3 separate regions of the Mus musculus genome follow, and regions 1 and 3 are each linked to region 2. The links are chromatin contacts, called in public Hi-C and HiChIP or PLAC-seq maps. All regions are on one chromosome and are shown on one strand. Each heading gives the region's core, a stretch centred on a gene start, on an enhancer-like site or on the middle of the called end of the contact. The rest is flanking DNA. Distances are from core to core; before and after follow the strand shown. Region 1 overlaps Pcnx2 (pecanex homolog 2). Region 2 holds the start of Sipa1l2 (signal-induced proliferation-associated 1 like 2). Region 3 has its middle 14 kb from the start of Gm39283.

Region 1 (2,700 bases), core at 8-2,507, 210 kb after region 2:
CATGTGTTAATATACTCAAAATGTCATACACATGTGCAAACATACCACCGAATGTCATGTATGTATGCAAATATACCCATGGATGTCACACATGTGTGAAAACATACACATGAATGTCACACACATGTGCTAACATACCTACAATGTCATACACACGTGCAAACATACCCACGAATGTCAGCCATATGTGCAAACACACATGAATGTCATACATATGTGCAAACATACACATGAATGTCACACATGTGTACAAACATACACATGAATGTCACACACATGTGCTAACACATCCACAATGTCATACACATGTTCAAACATATCCACGAATGTCAGGCATATGTGCAAACACACATGAATGTCACACATATGTGCAAACATACACATGTCATAAATGTGTGCAAACGTACACACACAAATGTCATACACACATGTGCAAACATACGCATGTTATACACACAAACGTACACACACCTACACACAAATACATTTAAAAAGTGGAGTTGGAGGCTGGAGAGATAGCTCAGCGGTTAAGAGCCCTGACTGCTCTTCTGAAGATCCTGAGTTCAAATCCCAGCAACCACATGGTGGTTCACAACCACCCACAGTGAGATCTGGTGCCCTTGTCTGGTGTGTCTGAAAACTTCTACAGTGTACTTACATATAATAAATAAAATCTAAAAAATAAATAAATAAATAAAAATAAATAAAAAGTGGAGTTAATCAAAGCTTCCGTGCACACCAGGCAGCCTGATGCACGATGAATGCTGAAATGCGTAAGTCTGTAATCATCGCGGAGAGAAAGTCCTCCCTGCACTCACTCCACTTCTAGGCCAGAAGAGCAGGGGAACCGACTGGACTCTGAGGAGGAGGCCTTCCTAGGTCATGGGTCATTCCAAACTGCCTCCTCCTCACAGGGCTTTCCTGAGTGCAGGACTCCAAGGTGGTGGGGACTCTGCTAGCGCTGAGGGACACACCCTGTCCACCTAGACCTGCCAAACACACCAGCAAGCCTTAGGCTTCCCTACTCAGAAAGGAAGGAAATTATGTGTGCGAGCGTCCACTGGAGACAACATTCTGTTTTTATGGATGAAGTCTGGGACCCAGGGAGTTAGAAGACCCCTCAAGCTATCCAGACATAAACCATAAAGCCATGATGAAGGGTCAACTGTTGCCAAGACGAAGAGAATTCTACAGAGTTTTAATATTAGTGGGAGGGCTGTGTGTGGATCTCCAGCTAAGATAAAACTTTGAGTTGGATCAGCTGTGAGTGAGATTAGGCTACAGGGCTAGTTTCACACGTCCCCACGGGCCAGTGATTATGGGGTCAGCCAAACCGTGAGAAGGCTGATAACATCTCCCACAGACAGGAGCGTAAATCTTGCTTTTAGTTGTTTTCTAGCTCCAACGGGAATGGGTCGCTACATCCCTACTGTACCTTCAGTGTCCCTTCTGCAAGGCTCACCAAGATGCTGAGCAGAGAGAACGGCCTGCAGGGTGGGACCACATTAAAATCTGAAGGGAGTCTGAGAAAATGAGATTTAAAATTTTAATAACAAATAGACTTGAAAAATGTTTAGACAATCCTTACCTCAGTCTTTCCTTATTTAACCCCCTCCCTCCCTCCCTCCTCCTTCTCTCCATTCTCCTCCCCTCCCTCCTTTTTCTCTTCTGTCTTCCTTTCCCTCCCTCCTCCTTTCCCCCTCCATTCCCCTCCCTCTTCCTCCTCCCCTCTCTCCTTCTTGTCTTTTGTCCTCCTTCCCCTCCCTCCTCCCCTCCTTCATCTCCCTTCCTCATCTCCCTCCTTCCCTCCGTCCTTCCCTCCCTCCTCCCCTCCTTCCCCCTCCTCCCCTCCTTCATGTCCCTTCCTCCTCTCCCTCCTTCTCTCCCTCTTTTCCCCTCCTTCCCTTCCCTCCTCTCCCTTCTCTTCCTCTCTCCTTCCTTTTTCCTTTCTTCCCTCTCCTCCTCTTCCACCATCCCATCCCCCCCTCACCTCCCTTTTCCATTTCTATTTCCTTCCCTCCCTCGTTTCCTCTCATCTTCTGCTGCCCTCCCCTTTCTATTCACAGTAACAACCCTAAATGTGCTTATCAAAACTTGCCTCCTTCTCAGTAGCAGCCCAGAGCACCCTGTCTCCTCTAGTACATCAACTCCAGTGGTCACCACCCCCTTCAGGGCAAACAGATCCCCAGTGCAGTCCTGGGATCCTGTTTCCTCTTCCCCCATTTGTTTGCTTTGCTCCTTTCTTAGCCTGGCCAAGCACCGTAACCTCTGTAACACCCTTGAACATGTAAGGACTTGGAGCTTCCTGTCCTCGGCTTACTTTTCCTTTGGTTATTCCCATCCTGCCTTCCATGCTCACACTTAGAATGCCAGTGTGGCTTAGGGGAAACCATACTGTAGTCTTCACATGCCCCTTTAAAGTTGTCACCCATAGACTCAGTAAGCTTTCATGCATTCCAACATTTGTACCCGATTCCCCACTCAGCCCATTCATCTGGTGTCAAGTCCCAGGACAGTGGAGGGCTGGTGCCTGCCTGATACCAGTGACAGATTAGTGCCATCCCACACCAACAGTGACAGGCTAGTGCCATCCCACACCAACAGTGACAGGCTAGTGCCATCCCACACCAGCAGTGACAGGCTAGTGTCATCCCACACCAGCAGTGACAGGCTAGTGCCATCCCACACCAGCAGTGACAG
Region 2 (2,700 bases), core at 39-2,538:
AAACTGAAGATAGACTATTCTTCCCCCCTCCCAACCACCCTCCACCCCCTGCAATAGATCCCATTGCTGCCTGTTCCGGAAACCGCTCCAGCTAGCCATAAACAGCATGTCGAAATCTATGCAGCTCTTATCACCAAACCCACCCAAGAACTCCACATTCTCCAAAGACATCAAGACCTCCGCGATGCAGAGCCCAGTAACAAGCAGCTCGCTCATTCGTAGTCACCTCTGGTCGCTAGAGATCAAAGCCCACTTTCCATATTTGAAAAAAGAAATATAATAACCAGTTTAAGCCTTACAGGGGAGTACTATGTTTCAAATAAAGCAGCAGTTTGGGATAGTTTCTTCCTTTCATTCCAATTTGTAAGACGTTAAATAAATAAATAAATCCCAGCCTAGACTGCAGACGCAGGAAACTCAAGCGGGCAGCGGACTAAAATGCCTGTCATAAGAAAGCCATCTAGTGTTAAAGTTTAGAAGTGAAACCGCAGACAAAAGGAACATTTCTGGGACTATTTTGAAGTTACTGGGGAAAACCAATGAGAATAACCAAGACGCCCCGTTTTCTGCGGATGACTTGGGTTTTGGGGTGTTCTGCATTCTGCCTTTCCCCCTCGCTGTTTGGCCTTCTTTCTCAAAGCCATCCTTGCGCAGACCGAGGCAACTCCAAGCAGAACCCGAAGCGCCTAAGACCTGTTTTGACCAAAATCAGGTATCGCCCAGCCCCAATTCGTGAGGACGCACTTGCTGTCCGTTCGCCCGTGCTGACGTTGGCCCGGACTGAATTAATGTAGCCGAAGATGGTTAATGACGACAAACGTCTCCCCAAGGGGTGACGCCAAGTTGTCCTCGGCTTTCGCTCTCCGGGAGACGAGCCGAAATTGATTCTCGGGATTCTGCGACCAGGCTCAAATGAATGTGCCGGCGCTGCCGGTCGCTTCCCGACCGCGGTCCTCACCCGCGGAGACGCGAGCCCGCGCGTACAAAGGAGCGGGAGTCCCGGGGGAGCGGCCCGCAAGTTGCGCGCAGCCGGGCAGGTCCGGTCCCTGCGCCCTGCACCCCGCACCCCCCGGCACGCACCTCGGAGCCGCGGTCCTCTGGACCCCGCCAGGGCCGGCGCGCAGAAGCCAGGGCCTCGCCGCCCGCCGCCGTCCCGCGCTACCCATGGGCGCGCTCCCCGCGCGGCCGTTGCGCCCGCGGCTCGAGCTGTCGCCAGGCGCCGCGCTGCGTCCTCGGCCGCCCGGCTCCGTCTGCAGCCGGCTCCCGCCGCCGCCGCCCGCCCCGGCACCGCCCCCACGCGCTCCGCCCCCGCCTATTGGCCGGTGCCCCGAAAGACCCCACCCCGAGCGCGCCGCCCCCTCTCATTGGCCGGTGGCCGGACGGTCCCCGCCCCTAAAGCTCCGCCCACGCCCATTGGCCAACCGGACAGGCCCCGCCCCGAGCGCTCCGCCCACGCCCATTGGCGCGCCTCCTGGCCAGACTCGCCCCTCGCGGTCGGGCGCGCGCGAGCGCGAGCGTCCTCGGAGAGCGATTCTCCAGGTCGCGGCGAGCGCGAGGCCTCGGCTTACGGGGACAGGCGGCCGGCTTCGGAGTGCTCGCGAGCCCGGGTGCCCTCGGAACGACCGGTGCTCTCCGGGTGTGGACTCTCATTCGTACATGCTCGCACCATGTCCGGACCCTTGAGAGTCACCACGGCCTGGCGAAGCCCGAGGGACGGACTTGACGCAAAAGTGCAAGCTGTAGTCGCGCGGGCCGGGGAACCTGAGCCAGGAGCGATGCACGAGCGGGCCCACGCCTGCTCTCGGTGTTCCGGCCCTGTCTACCCCCTTTACCCCCAACCGCCGGGAGCCTCACCTGCGGCCGGCTGCAGAAGAGCGGCGTTGGGCTCTATTTTGAGATGCACGGGCAGGAGGAGTAAATAAGGCCGGAGCAGGTGGCAGAGCTGGCTCCACCTTACGTCCCCAGAGTCCTGAAATGGTTTGTTTGGGACTTTGAACTCCTCCCTGGAAGAGATAATGTTAATAATGTTATCTCTCCTTCCCTGTCGCAGTGCTTCCTACTACGAGCACACATCCTGGTGAAGTTTAAACAGTGGGTCCCCACCCAAGCTGCATTTCTCTGCGTGCACATTGTCCAATCTCTTATATATCATTTTAAATACAGGTGTAATGCGTAGGAATGGGCCTTGTAAAACATGCCAGCAACCTGTATATGACATTATGCTCCTGAGATTTCCAGGTTTTGAGGTCTTTCTGGATGGTCTCCCTATACCTACCGTTTGCAGAAGTTGTGTATGCATTCCACAAACATGAAGTCTGAGAAAAGTCCTGTGCTGCAGTGCTTTCTGGGAAACTTTTTACCAGACCCTGCTCTGTGCTTGGGGGTGAGGTGGGGGAGGGGGCAGATTAAACCGGGGCAGAGACTGTGGAATACAGCGCCAGAGAGGAAGGCAGGGCGTGGCTGCGGGCTCAGGTATCTTACAGAAACAAATATAAAATGCCTCTTTTGGCGAAGGTACGGAGATTGCTGGGGTTTCCAAGAAAAATACCAGCCATGAGGCATTCAACGGAGCTTGTCTAAAAGCCAGCGTGAGTCAGATTCCTCAGAAGTTAAGGGCGTTCTCTGCTTTTGCCAAGGACCTGGCTTCTGTACCAGGCTCTCAGTGGCAACTTACAACCATCTGTAACTCCAGGTTCAGAG
Region 3 (2,700 bases), core at 194-2,693, 130 kb after region 2:
CTTTGGGCATGCTGTAAGGAGGCATGAAGAGTGGAAACCTGTCCAATTAACAAGAATTAATGGGTGTTGCAGGGTATTTGATCACACTGTGAATCCCAAGATTGTGTGATTTATTGAAAAAAAAAAAACTGTTTCTAGTTTTAGTGTAACTCAGCCCTTATTGTATATCTTTAATCCCAAACAAAGAAGGTAAAGTTAGTTTGTAGATGGAAGCACCCATGTTTGAAAGTGACATCTAATTGAGTGGCAGACAAAATGATGAACCAGAGAAAGATTTGACAAAATAGACTAATCCCAACTCTCACAAGAGGGGGGAGGGGGAAGCTACTTGAAGAGTTTTACCTGGACAGTTATAGAGAGACAGATTGCAGAGAGAGAACAAGCTGTACACAGGTGAAGACAAAATGAGCTAGAGAATGAGAAGGAGCCAGAAGATTAGAACAGATTGCCAGAGTTAGTTTGAGGCCAAGCAGAGCAAAAAGTCAGAGGCCAAGAGAGAAGCCAGATTGAATCTCTCACCTTGTCAAGGAGTTTGAGCCAGAATAGTGGAGTTGAACCAGTCAGACAGTGTTCAGAAAGAACTAGAAGGGGTGAGCTTATTCAGCATTAAGTCTCAGAAGTTGAAAGCATTCTGGGCCTAGATAAGATTGTATGAAGGCTAAAAGCTTCCAGGTCTAGGCCTAAGTTAGCAGAGGCAGTAAGCCCCTGAAATGACAATTTAAAAAGGTGAATAAAAGTTACTTTCCAAACAGGGAAATGCCATCCCCCATCCCCCGAAGTCTAGAATAAAAGTAACAGCCTGAATATTTGTTCAAGAGAAATGACTAACTCAAAACAGTGAGTGGGGCTGGAGAGCTGGCTCAGAGGCTAAGGGTGCTTATTGCTCTTGCAGAGGACCTGGGCTGGGTTCCCAGCACCACAAAGTGATTCACAACTATCTGCAACTCCAGAGATTTCACCGCCTTGCCCTGGCTTTCTTGGTCAGTAGGCACACATGTGGTGCATAGATGTACATGTAGACAGATAAAGGCACATAAAATTCAAATAATAACATTAAAAGTCGGGTTTGTAGTGGGGTGTTTACCCTTTCTTTAGACTCTCTTCAGAGCTCCATGGGCCACACATTTGAAGCAGGCAGTGGAAAGATCAGTGATGAGGGACAATGGTCTCCATCCAGTCTGACTCTCTGATTTTATTGGACTTAGATAAGATGCTAATACAACAGTTTCTCTCTTCTGAACTTGGGAGGCTGCATGGTTTTCCTGGTTTGGAGAACTGCAACCGTGGCTCTGTAAGACCTGAAGAGCCTTATGTCCTGGATGTCCCACTCACAGAAACACAGAGACGGAGATCAATGCACTAAGCAAGAGATTTATTGATCTGGCATGCCACACTGTCCTGCAATCTGGGCAGAGTCAACCCCAATCTCCTAAGCACACACTTTTTATATAGTTTAAGGGTAGGACTTGATAACAATAAGAGTTGGTTTAAGCCCATTGTTGGCCAGGGCAGACTTTTTGATTTCCCCCCTTTAGAAATGGTAATTAGCCTCTCCCTTCCGGATTGGCAATTGTTTCGTGACCTTCCTTAAGCAATATTAATGGCCATGGGTGAGGTGAGGTCTTAGTCACCAGAAGGGGGAACTGAAACATTCTTGGTCATTATCTGCACCTACCTTAAAGTAGGAGCTTTCTTGCAAAGCTTGTTTTGTCATTGCAGGAAGGGAGTGTTAGTCACAACCTTCTAGCGGAAGTCCCCAGCATGCTATTCTAGCAAGGTCTTTCAGTGGTCATCTTATGTTCTCTAAGGTCACACATTCCCACAGCTCCTCCTCATCCCCACAGCTCAGTCCCGGGTTTGGCTCACGTTGAGTGTAGGATAAACAGCTGATTTATTTGTGTCCATGTCATTGAATAGTTTCCCCCATTGTCTGCCCAGCAGCTTACACACCAACAAGCAGGGATGATTCCTGCTAACAATGTGGACTCTGCCTTTGTCATGAAGAGCTGTCAGTTCTATGAGGAAATTTCTTAGGCTCTGTCGTCAGGAAATGTGATTTTAAGAATTGTTGACTTTATCTATAATATCTTGATCAATATAGATTTGGCTCACTTCCCTAGGTCTCTGAATCAATTTAACAATGAGATGGAGAGCTTTAAAAGGCCCCAAGTATTTTCTAAATAAAAGACCTAAAGACAACAATGAAGAAAGACTATTCCTTCTTTAAAATAGTTGACTGTGTTAGAATACTTTAGTAATTCTGAAACTATTCACTATTATTTATAAATATTTATTGAGTGTAGAGTCTGCTCCAGGCCTCATGTGGAATGCCAGGACTATATCAATGATTAAAGTAAGTGTGGTTGTCTTTCCTCTTGGGAAGAGCCTACGACCGACCGCAAGGACAGAGAAAGGAGAAAGGGTCACTAGGGTTGACTCCCTCAGCCACTCTGCATAAGCAGACACACACACCCAACTCACCACTCTGCATAAGCAGACACACACACCCAACTCAGAGGACTTGCCTCAGGCAGAGTACAGACCAAAAGAAATACAGCCAAGATGTAAGTCCGTGGAAAAGGGGTCGTTGAGGGCAGCAGAAGAGAGAAAGCATGGGAGTCGTTTCCTAAATAAGGCTGTCCCTGAGCTGAGAAGTCTCACTGAATAGAGAGTACGTACACTATTCATATGGAAAAGCAC

What was found. A called contact is a pair of places that touch in the nucleus more often than the background predicts. HiChIP or PLAC-seq counts read pairs in DNA pulled down with a chosen protein or histone mark.
Region 1: a Hi-C map of uterus shows a contact between it and region 2, with 4 times the contacts expected there. The contact joins the enhancer-like site here to the promoter of Sipa1l2 in region 2. A contact is called at or near these places in 2 of 15 datasets of contacts at CTCF or cohesin (the NIH/3T3 cell line and pro-B cells), 5 of 484 Hi-C or Micro-C datasets (CD4 T cells, nephron progenitors and uterus), 4 of 115 datasets of contacts at active chromatin or transcription factors (embryonic stem cells, extraembryonic endoderm stem cells and neural tube) and 3 of 9 other capture datasets (embryonic stem cells, liver and macrophages).
Region 3: an H3K27ac HiChIP or PLAC-seq map of embryonic stem cells shows a contact between it and region 2, with 15 read pairs. The contact joins the enhancer-like site here to the promoter of Sipa1l2 in region 2. A contact is called at or near these places in 16 of 39 promoter capture datasets (the C10 cell line, cranial neural crest, embryonic stem cells and 7 more), 4 of 15 datasets of contacts at CTCF or cohesin (the NIH/3T3 cell line, embryonic stem cells and pro-B cells), 86 of 484 Hi-C or Micro-C datasets (the AtT-20 cell line, B cells, the BV-2 cell line and 41 more), 10 of 115 datasets of contacts at active chromatin or transcription factors (bone marrow-derived macrophages, craniofacial prominence, embryonic stem cells and 3 more) and 5 of 9 other capture datasets (adipose tissue, embryonic stem cells, liver and 2 more).

Annotation. Positions count from the first base shown.
Region 1 is chr8:125,778,569-125,781,268 of GRCm38.p6, forward strand. All of the region lies in intron 25 of Pcnx2 (pecanex homolog 2), which reads right to left. The region is part of intron 2 of Gm39284 (a long non-coding RNA gene); the gene reads left to right. Among named protein-coding and RNA genes, the nearest start is that of Gm39284, 5.8 kb to the left of the region's middle. Within about 2 kb of position 1,258, at least 1 of the 459 cell types and tissues checked has an H3K27ac peak or open chromatin away from gene starts, as enhancers often do. A contact at or near this core is called in uterus, where this site is marked.
Region 2 is chr8:125,568,575-125,571,274 of GRCm38.p6, forward strand. Sipa1l2 (signal-induced proliferation-associated 1 like 2) reads right to left here and starts at 1,289. Exons shown (of 22, transcript NM_001357372.1): 1 at 1,081-1,289.
Region 3 is chr8:125,698,063-125,700,762 of GRCm38.p6, forward strand. No RefSeq gene overlaps it. Among named protein-coding and RNA genes, the nearest start is that of Gm39283, 14 kb to the left of the region's middle. Within about 2 kb of position 1,444, at least 15 of the 459 cell types and tissues checked have an H3K27ac peak or open chromatin away from gene starts, as enhancers often do. A contact at or near this core is called in the CH12 cell line, bone marrow-derived macrophages, embryonic stem cells and 2 more, where this site is marked.